Regions from separate parts of the Pan troglodytes genome. Here regions 1 and 2 are each linked to region 3. The links are chromatin contacts, called in public Hi-C and HiChIP or PLAC-seq maps. All regions are on one chromosome and are shown on one strand. Each heading gives the region's core, a stretch centred on a gene start, on an enhancer-like site or on the middle of the called end of the contact. The rest is flanking DNA. Distances are from core to core; before and after follow the strand shown.

Evidence for each region. A called contact is a pair of places that touch in the nucleus more often than the background predicts. HiChIP or PLAC-seq counts read pairs in DNA pulled down with a chosen protein or histone mark.
Region 1: a Hi-C map of induced pluripotent stem cells shows a contact between it and region 3, with 3 times the contacts expected there. The contact joins the promoter of FANCE here to the promoter of DEF6 in region 3. A contact is called at or near these places in 4 of 7 Hi-C or Micro-C datasets (induced pluripotent stem cells, a lymphoblastoid cell line and stem cell-derived neural progenitor cells), 1 of 1 datasets of contacts at active chromatin or transcription factors (stem cell-derived excitatory neurons) and 1 of 1 other capture datasets (stem cell-derived neural stem cells).
Region 2: an H3K4me3 HiChIP or PLAC-seq map of stem cell-derived excitatory neurons shows a contact between it and region 3, with 6 times the contacts expected there. The contact joins the promoter of RPL10A here to the promoter of DEF6 in region 3. A contact is called at or near these places in 1 of 7 Hi-C or Micro-C datasets (induced pluripotent stem cells) and 1 of 1 datasets of contacts at active chromatin or transcription factors (stem cell-derived excitatory neurons).

Annotation. Positions count from the first base shown.
Region 1 is chr5:41,322,995-41,325,694 of NHGRI_mPanTro3-v2.0_pri, forward strand. It overlaps FANCE (FA complementation group E), which reads left to right and starts at 1,259. Exons shown (of 9, transcript XM_016955324.4): 1 at 1,259-1,757. The coding sequence starts at 1,510.
Region 2 is chr5:41,339,150-41,341,849 of NHGRI_mPanTro3-v2.0_pri, forward strand. RPL10A (ribosomal protein L10a) reads left to right here and starts at 1,260. Exons shown (of 6, transcript XM_009451114.4): 1 at 1,260-1,367; 2 at 1,752-1,826; 3 at 1,900-1,980; 4 at 2,334-2,482. The coding sequence starts at 1,363. It overlaps FANCE (FA complementation group E), which reads left to right. Exons shown (of 9, transcript XM_016955324.4): 9 at 1-37.
Region 3 is chr5:41,171,011-41,173,710 of NHGRI_mPanTro3-v2.0_pri, forward strand. DEF6 (DEF6 guanine nucleotide exchange factor) reads left to right here and starts at 1,399. Exons shown (of 11, transcript XM_518424.7): 1 at 1,399-1,853. The coding sequence starts at 1,497.

The sequences.
Region 1 (2,700 bases), core at 9-2,508, 150 kb after region 3:
AAGCAGCCATTATCTAAGAAATATCACTAGTCTTTCCCGACATCTCCCTTGAAATCATTTTGGCTCAAATGGAGATCAGATCAAGCTCAAGATACTCCCATGGCTTTCCATACTATTCAGAGTGAAAGCCCAAGTCCTCTCTGTGACCTCAGGCCTTTTAAGATCTGACCTGGTTCCCACTCTGATCTCAACTCCTATTACTATCCAGCAAGTGCCCTCCGTTCCAGCCATGCTTTTGCCCCAGAGCCCCCCCGCCCTCCACAGGGAGGACTGAAATGGTCTTCTCACAGACTTCTGTCTGGCTTGCCAACCTCATCTTCACATTCATCTTGCCTGACCACCCTATTTAAAAGCACTTCGTGCTGTGTGTCGGTGTTACGTTCTTTTTGAACACTTATCACAAACATTGTTTAATTAGCTTTCCGTCTCTCCCCAGTTGTGTGACAATGAGGGCCAGGATCTTTGTTTTGTTCCCAGTATCCCCAGTCCCTAGGTGCTCAGTAAACATTTCCTGAATGAAGGGCTGTGTGTGGCAGCAGAGCTGGGACGGGAAATACACGCTAGCCCCCAAAGCAAGGTTTAGGAGGCACTGTGGGGCTCTTCTCGCTTATTTCCTACGCTTTGCAGTGATCTCACCCTTAGCTGGAAGCCAAGTTCTCCAGCGGACTTCCTTAAACTGAACCCTAGGAAGTGGAGCCACACCTGGCCCCCTATAAACTACCCAGAGCAAGGTTACTGCTTGGTCTTTGGGAGGAAGTTCAGAAGAAAGTCTTTGGCCGTATTAATAGTGTTAGGTTTTACTGTGACCATGTCATTCTCAGGGATGTTTGTATATCAAATACTATTTCTGGAGAGGACTGAAACCCAAATGATAGCACTTTTGGCCTGTGGAAGAGATGAAGCTAAGTGGGGTGGTAAATTGTGGTCAAATTCTATGGTGAAGTCCATGACAAGCAACATGCCGTCAGCTTAAATACAGCGCGGGTCCTCTAGCACAACAGAACCCCTGACATCCACTCCATTCCACTACTTTGGGGAGTGATGAAGAAAGGGAGAGGGTTGGGGTCGTCAGCGGCGGATCCACCCCTCCATCAACCCCCGCCCCCGCCCCGCTCCAGGCTCCCTGGCCCGACACCGCCCACAAACTAACCACTTGTTTTGTCCACGCCCCCTCCCATGGGCACGCCCCAGGCCTTGGCCCCGCCCACCTACTCCGGCTGGAGTTGTGCCCGGCCCTGCCCCTTGCGACCTGCCCTCGCGCCGGCCTCACGTTCAGGCTCCGCCCCCGGCCGCGCCTCCCTCCTTCCCTTTCCGACAGCGCGGGAACGGCTGCGGCTTCGGGCGGCCGGGCTTCTCCGGTCTCCCAACGCCGAGGAGAGCTTGTAACAGGCGCTGGAGCTGGCCCGCCGCCGCCGCGTCAGGGACGGCGCTGGAGTCCTCCGTTCCCCTCAGCCTCTGAGCTGAGGCCCCACACCAGAGTAGGGGGCGGCGCGGCACCCGTGCCCCGGCATGGCGACACCGGACGCGGGGCTCCCTGGGGCTGAGGGCGTGGAGCCGGCGCCCTGGGCGCAGCTGGAGGCCCCCGCCCGCCTCCTGCTGCAGGCGCTGCAGGCGGGGCCCGAGGGGGCGCGGCGCGGCCTGGGGGTGCTCCGGGCGCTGGGCAGCCGCGGCTGGGAGCCCTTCGACTGGGGTCGCTTGCTCGAGGCCCTGTGCCGGGAGGAGCCGGTCGTGCAGGGGCCTGACGGCCGTCTGGAGCTGTAAGTCCTCGCCCGCGGCCCCTTAGCAGGTATGGGAGGCGTGGGGCTGTCGGGGGACCGACACACACAGAGGTGAAATAAGCCCCTTCAGCGACGGCCTGCCGCGCACCCTATGAGCAGGGGCACCCTTCACTGAGCACTTGCTGTGTGCGGGACATCGAGGATCCGGGAACTCGAGGCACACGCCTTCTGTTCGCTGTAAAGTATAGTGATGATAAGTGGAGGCAAATCACTTTTGATCGCGTACTTCCATCTCTAAAAAACTGGACTCGCACGTCCAGTGTAAGTATACTTATGTATAAAGTGTACACATGTGTTAAAATACGTACATTTTAAAGTACAAAAATAGATATTTAAAACGTGATGGTGGAATACATATCCGCTATCCTGGTGGCTGTATGCTCTGCTTTTCAAAGCATAACGTTCACTTTAAGGCAAGATTGCTTTCTCTAAGAATGGTAACTGTGAATCCATATTTTAGTGTTCTTGATAATTTCTGGCTCTTGGATGACATTGAACTTTTTTTTTAACCTCTCTGTGGCTGACGAAGAATTCCTACTAGGAGCAGAGGTGTCGGCCCTGCCATTTTATTTGGTTGTGTTTCTGTTATTGATATTATCTCCAATTTTTTGGCAGGCATTCTTTTAAGCCACGTGCTTATTTGTGAGGACAACTTTTGTTTAAAAAAAAAAGTACAGTATCTACAAATGCACTTAACTAGCAAAGTTAACTAAAACACACAGAAAAACGAGTGGGTGAGGTGCCATGTTCAGCTCCTAGTGGGGCCAGCCTTCCACTCCTCTTGGATACCCCTCCCCCATAATTTATGCTGGAAACCATCCAGATGCTAAATATTTCTAATGCTTAATTTCTTATGTTTTAGATAAATAGGGGAAAATGGGAGTTCCAATATTTTCTTCCTACACTCCACTTTGAATTTCTT
Region 2 (2,700 bases), core at 10-2,509, 170 kb after region 3:
ATTTATCAATGGTGTTGAATAAAAGCATGTTCAATAATGTCTTTTTCTTTTTGAGTCGGAGTCTCGCACTGTCGCCCAGGCTGGAATGCAATGGCATGATCTCGGCTCACTGCAACCTCTGCCTCCCCAGTTCAAGCGATTCTCCTGCCTCAGCCTCTTGAGTAGCTGGGATTACAGGCGCATGCCATCATGACCCACTCATTTTTGTATTTTTAGTAGAGACGAGGCTGGTCTCAAACTCCTGACCTCAGGTGATCCGCCTGCCTCCCAAAGTGCTGGGATTACAGGCGTGAGCCACCACGCCTGGCCAATGTCTTATTAGAAGCAGTACCTTCCTTCCCATGAATTCTGGGTATTGAGCCCATCCGCACCCCCTCCACCTCCCTGCTCAATGACAAGGAACATCTTTTTCCTGGTGAGGGGAAGGGTGTAGGGTATCTTATTCACCCTCTGAGGGCCAAATAATGTGTAATACCACCCACCCCATCCTATAGGAGCTGCCCCCACCAGGCAGGGGGGTAGGTGAGAATGGGCATCTTAAAGGTGGGAGTGACTCAGTCTGGAGTTCGGGAAGGGTTTTGGGCAGATGAATCCGAGGAGAGATCTGAAGGGCTCTGGGGGTTACTGTGGCTAAGAGGATGAGACCCATTGGACAGAGGAAAGAGCAGAGAAGACACCTTATGGGTGTGCAGTGCTGTGTGCCTGTTTTACATCCTTGTATTCCTGTAGCACCTGGCTAGACGCCTTATTCATAGCAGTCACACTTAAAACGTAGATGTTATCAAATTAACTATCAAGTGAAAGTTCACTTAAGGACTTTCCCAGCTCTACCCCTCTGCAGGCGTTGAAAGGACAGGAACAGAACTTTTCCGGACACTTCCCTTACCACGAGTCCACGTTAGAGCAAGGTGCTGAGGGAGGGAGGTCGGGCCAGGCTTCCTTTTGAGAACATAAGCTGGTGCGGAGGGCGCGAGGGGAGAGGGGTTTGAGGGACAAGCGTGCCGGAATCCACGTTGTCAGTGAACATCACTGGGCTGTACCAGTACGTGTGACTACCGAAGCTCGAGCCCCGAACCCAGCCGCTTCCCTAGGGGTCCAGCAGCAGCGGGCGCGAATCGGCACATTACCGGGGGACCGCGGGGCGCTCAGGACTGCGACAACTCTGTGGGTTACCGCGCCGGCCTAGCGGCCCAGCGACGCCCCCCAGCGGCCAGAGAAGGCCGCGCTTCTCGGGGTTGGCCCACCCAACCGCTCTGCGGGTAGGACAGAGGAGCAAAGCATTATCGCGAGATCAGGGCCACTATTTGAGCGCATGCGCAAGACATGCTAGTCTCTTTTCCGGTTAGCGCGGCGTGAGAAGCCATGAGGTGAGTTGGTCCTGAAAGCCCTATCCGCGTTCATCCGCGCCTTCAGGTGCCCCGCCGAGGGTTCGGATCCTGTAGGCCGCGCTGCGGACCCTTGCGCCACCTTCGCCGCGGACCCTTGCGCCACCTTCGCCGCGGGGCATTTCTCAAGGCGGGTAGGCCTGCGGGTCGCCCTTTCTACCAGGTCCGATCACTGAGAGCCTCCCTCTTCCACCGGGGCTTGGGTCTGGGTCTGAGCTCCCGTCGCTCCACTTGGTGTCCGGAATCTACGGGGGAGTCCGCCGTGGGCCGCCCGCCCGTCTCGAAGCCTAGAGCCTCGGAGGCTTCCAGGCAGTCCGAGCGTGTGGACTCCGCGGCCCTGAGCGCCCTGTCGCTTCTCTCCCGCAGCAGCAAAGTCTCTCGCGACACCCTGTACGAGGCGGTGCGGGAAGTCCTGCACGGGAACCAGCGCAAGCGCCGCAAGTGAGTGCCGACCCTGGGGCACGGCGCGGGTGGCGAGGGCCGGCGGGTGCTTAACCCCCCTCCTCTCTCGAAGGTTCCTGGAGACGGTGGAGTTGCAGATCAGCTTGAAGAACTATGACCCCCAGAAGGACAAGCGCTTCTCGGGCACCGTCAGGTTGGCACCGTTCTGATCCCACCCAGCCCTCAGTGCCCCCGTGCTTGCCCCTCCTCTGCAGGCTCCCGCTGAGCCGGAGGCGGGCACGTCGGTACTGATGTGCTAGGGTAGTTCAGACCCCCTGCTCCGGGCAGGCGCGGCTGGACGGACCCCCACCCTGGGTCTTAAAACATGAGGGGAGGCGTGGGTAGGCCTCGGCCGAGCCCGCCGGCCAGCCTGAGAAGCCAGGCTGGCTGCTGGTGAATGTGAACGCTCCGGGTAAGGCTCGGTGGCTGCTGCGGTCCCAGACCCTTCACCGGCCCTTGGGACCCAGGGCTAGGCGTAACCTGTTGGTGCTGTCCCCCAAAACGCAGGCTTAAGTCCACTCCCCGCCCTAAGTTCTCTGTGTGTGTCCTGGGGGACCAGCAGCACTGTGACGAGGCTAAGGCCGTGGATATCCCCCACATGGACATCGAGGCGCTGAAAAAACTCAACAAGAATAAAAAACTGGTCAAGAAGCTGGGTGAGTCCGGCCGCTGTGGTTTTGCATGTGAGATGTGTGGTGGGGGCGGTAGAAAGGCTTTTCTGCCATTTTCGATTTTTAAATGATGAGGGGCCTAGAATAGCAAAGGATCGGCGGTGGTTGCCTAGCTTGCCTGAGTGCTGTTTTAGCTTTGGGGTGGTTTGATGTTTGTATTGCTATGAGGATTCCAGTTGATGAGGGAGGCCAGGCATTGTAAG
Region 3 (2,700 bases), core at 149-2,648:
GGGCTGGCCTGCCAGGGACACAGGTGGGAAGGAAGCCCAGTATAAGATAAAGCCCTGAGGAGCTGCTGGTGGCTTCTTGCCCACAGCTGAGCAGGTGGGCTCCAGGGTAGCCAAACAGGACCAGGGTGACCGCTGCTTCCAGGCTCTGGCTGAATCTCAGGCCTCATGTGATTGAGCTGGGGGAACTCTTTTCCTGCCTTTTCTTGTGAAATGTAGTCAGAGCCCCTCCAACCCAGCCACCCCCAAATCACACAGTCAGCTTCTCCAAGAGGGCAAAGCCCCAGGTTAGAGTGAGGCTGGGGGACACCTTTGCCAAGGTTACTGAGATTCAAGGAGCAGAGTCTGATGCCTCTGGAGCTGAAGTCTTGGCTCTATTACCCAGCTCTGGGGGTGCCCACCTAGGTGCCGAGGACTGTGCTGTGGGATTTCAAAGCCACAATCAGACCCCACTGAAAAGTGAGTTGGTGAGACCAGATCAGCTCCAGCGGGAGGAAGGGATACAGGGGAAGGCACTTGATGGGAGGAAGCTCTGGGTTTGACTCTGCCTACACAGGAACATTGCAGGGATTGGTGGTGCCTCTTTTCCTCTCTCTGCTGTGATGGATATGCCCCAACCCCTTCCTGCCTCCTAAGATTGGAAACCCCTCCTCTGATCCAGGCATCCTCTCCCAGGATGCCTAGAAAGCTCCCATTTACTCTTGCCACCAGCTCCTTGGGAAGAGAGGGGCGGGGGCATGCTTCCAGGCAGGAGGTATTCCCAGCACCTTACTTGGAGGGATTTTTATTTGGTTTAGAGGGTAGGGGAAGGTGTCTTAGAATTGGCCTGAGCAGATGTCTTCAACATCTGTGACCACCATTCCTGGTGTGGGCGTGTCCCAGTCCTTTTGGACACTGGATCTGAAGAAAGGAAGCACTGACATGGAGGGCCCTGAATCCCAAGCCTGCTGCTGCTGGGACCCTTAAAGTTGAGGTGCACCACAAGGCTCACCCCCATGTGTTTCAGGAAGTTTCCAGTGTCTTCAGGGCTACTGGGGCTAGAGTGGGCAGTGCTCTGAGTACCGTTTAGAGCCAGTGCTGAGGGGATAGGGAGCCAGCAAGTCAAGTGCCACATCCTGACCTGGAGAGGTGCCCTGGCCCAGTTCCTTCTCCAGCTTTGTGATGTTGCCTTTGTTTCCTTCCACTTGGATGGAGTCCCACCACCATGGTAATGTTAAGTAGCACCAAAAGCTCTACCCAGAGCCTACTATGTGCTTTACGTCCATTCTCAGACATTCTTACAACACGGAGGCATTTTTCCTGCTTTACAAATGAGGAAACTGCTCAAGGAGGTTAAGTAACTTACCCAAGGCCTCCTATGTTGAACTAGGACTGGACCTTTACTCTGTCTGACCCCAATATCAGGAGGAGCTTGCTTTTTCCCTCAGCAAGCTGCCTCTGGGAGCCCTGGAAGGCTCCAGAAGCCTCCGGGTCTGAGGAGGCTTCTAAAAGGGCCTCACATGCCCCAGGAGCCACGTGGATACAGAACGAGGGTTCCCGCTCTCAGAGAGTTGGTCCCCAGTTCCCATGCAGGGAGTGGAGCCTCTGAGCACTGCCAGAACAACAGGCAGGGTTCTCGACAGCACAGAGCCTCACGCAATGTGCAGGCAGGTGGTGCTCTCGCTCCACCACGGCACCTCTGCGGTCTCTGCAGCCGTTTGCATTTCCTGAAACCGGATCTTAGTGTCAGAGCCGCCCCCAGCCGGGCGGGCGCCTCAGCCATGGCCCTGCGCAAGGAACTGCTCAAGTCCATCTGGTACGCCTTTACCGCGCTGGACGTGGAGAAGAGTGGCAAAGTCTCCAAGTCCCAGCTCAAGGTGAGGGGCACCCGGGACCCGGGGGAGGACGGCAGATGCACCACACCAGCCCCTGCCGCCTGGGAGCCAGGTGTGGACACTGTGCCACTCCAGGGGCACCCAGCCATCCAGCGTCCCGGGCCTGGGGTCGGGGGGCTGGTCCTGGGTAACTGGGCCAACGTAGCCTGGTAGATGCCGCTGCCCACCCTCCAGAGACCTAGTGGAGTGTGTGCAGAAACCTTGCGCAGAACTGGGCCCCACAACTGGAGGCCAGGAGGTTCTGAGGGCCATTATGGGGTTCTGAGGGCCAGGAGCCAGGCCACATCCCAGACTCTGTGTGATGAGCACACACACCTCCACAGAGTCATGCTTGGGCACGCAGTGTGCTCTTTCTTGCTGCTTCCTCCTGACTTTCAAGAGAAACAGTTAGCCAGTGCTTGGCAGTCATTTCCTCTGGAGCTGAGAGAGGCATAAAGGGGCCGCCCCCAGTCCCAAACCTGTCTGGCCTGTCTAACCCTGCCCCCCAGGTGGGACAGAGCTGCGGAGTGGGTGAGGACTGAGGACCCTATTATACTGCTACGCAGCTCACCCCCCTATCCACCACACATATCAGGTTGGGAAACTTACCTTAGGCCTTGAGACCTCAGGTAGGGAAGGGGGAGAATCTAAGCCCAGGAAAATCCCAATCAATGATTGTCCTGAAGTCAATCATCTGGCCTAGACAATTTCTGGGAGGCCAAGGAGTTTTTCTCTCTTCCTCCAGTCCTCCAGTAGTGCTGCCTTCCCTACCCTAGTTAGTGGGGAGGAAGCAAGGCCCTCAGCCACTAGAATCAGCGAACACTGGGGGAAAGGAGCAAGGTAGGCCTCA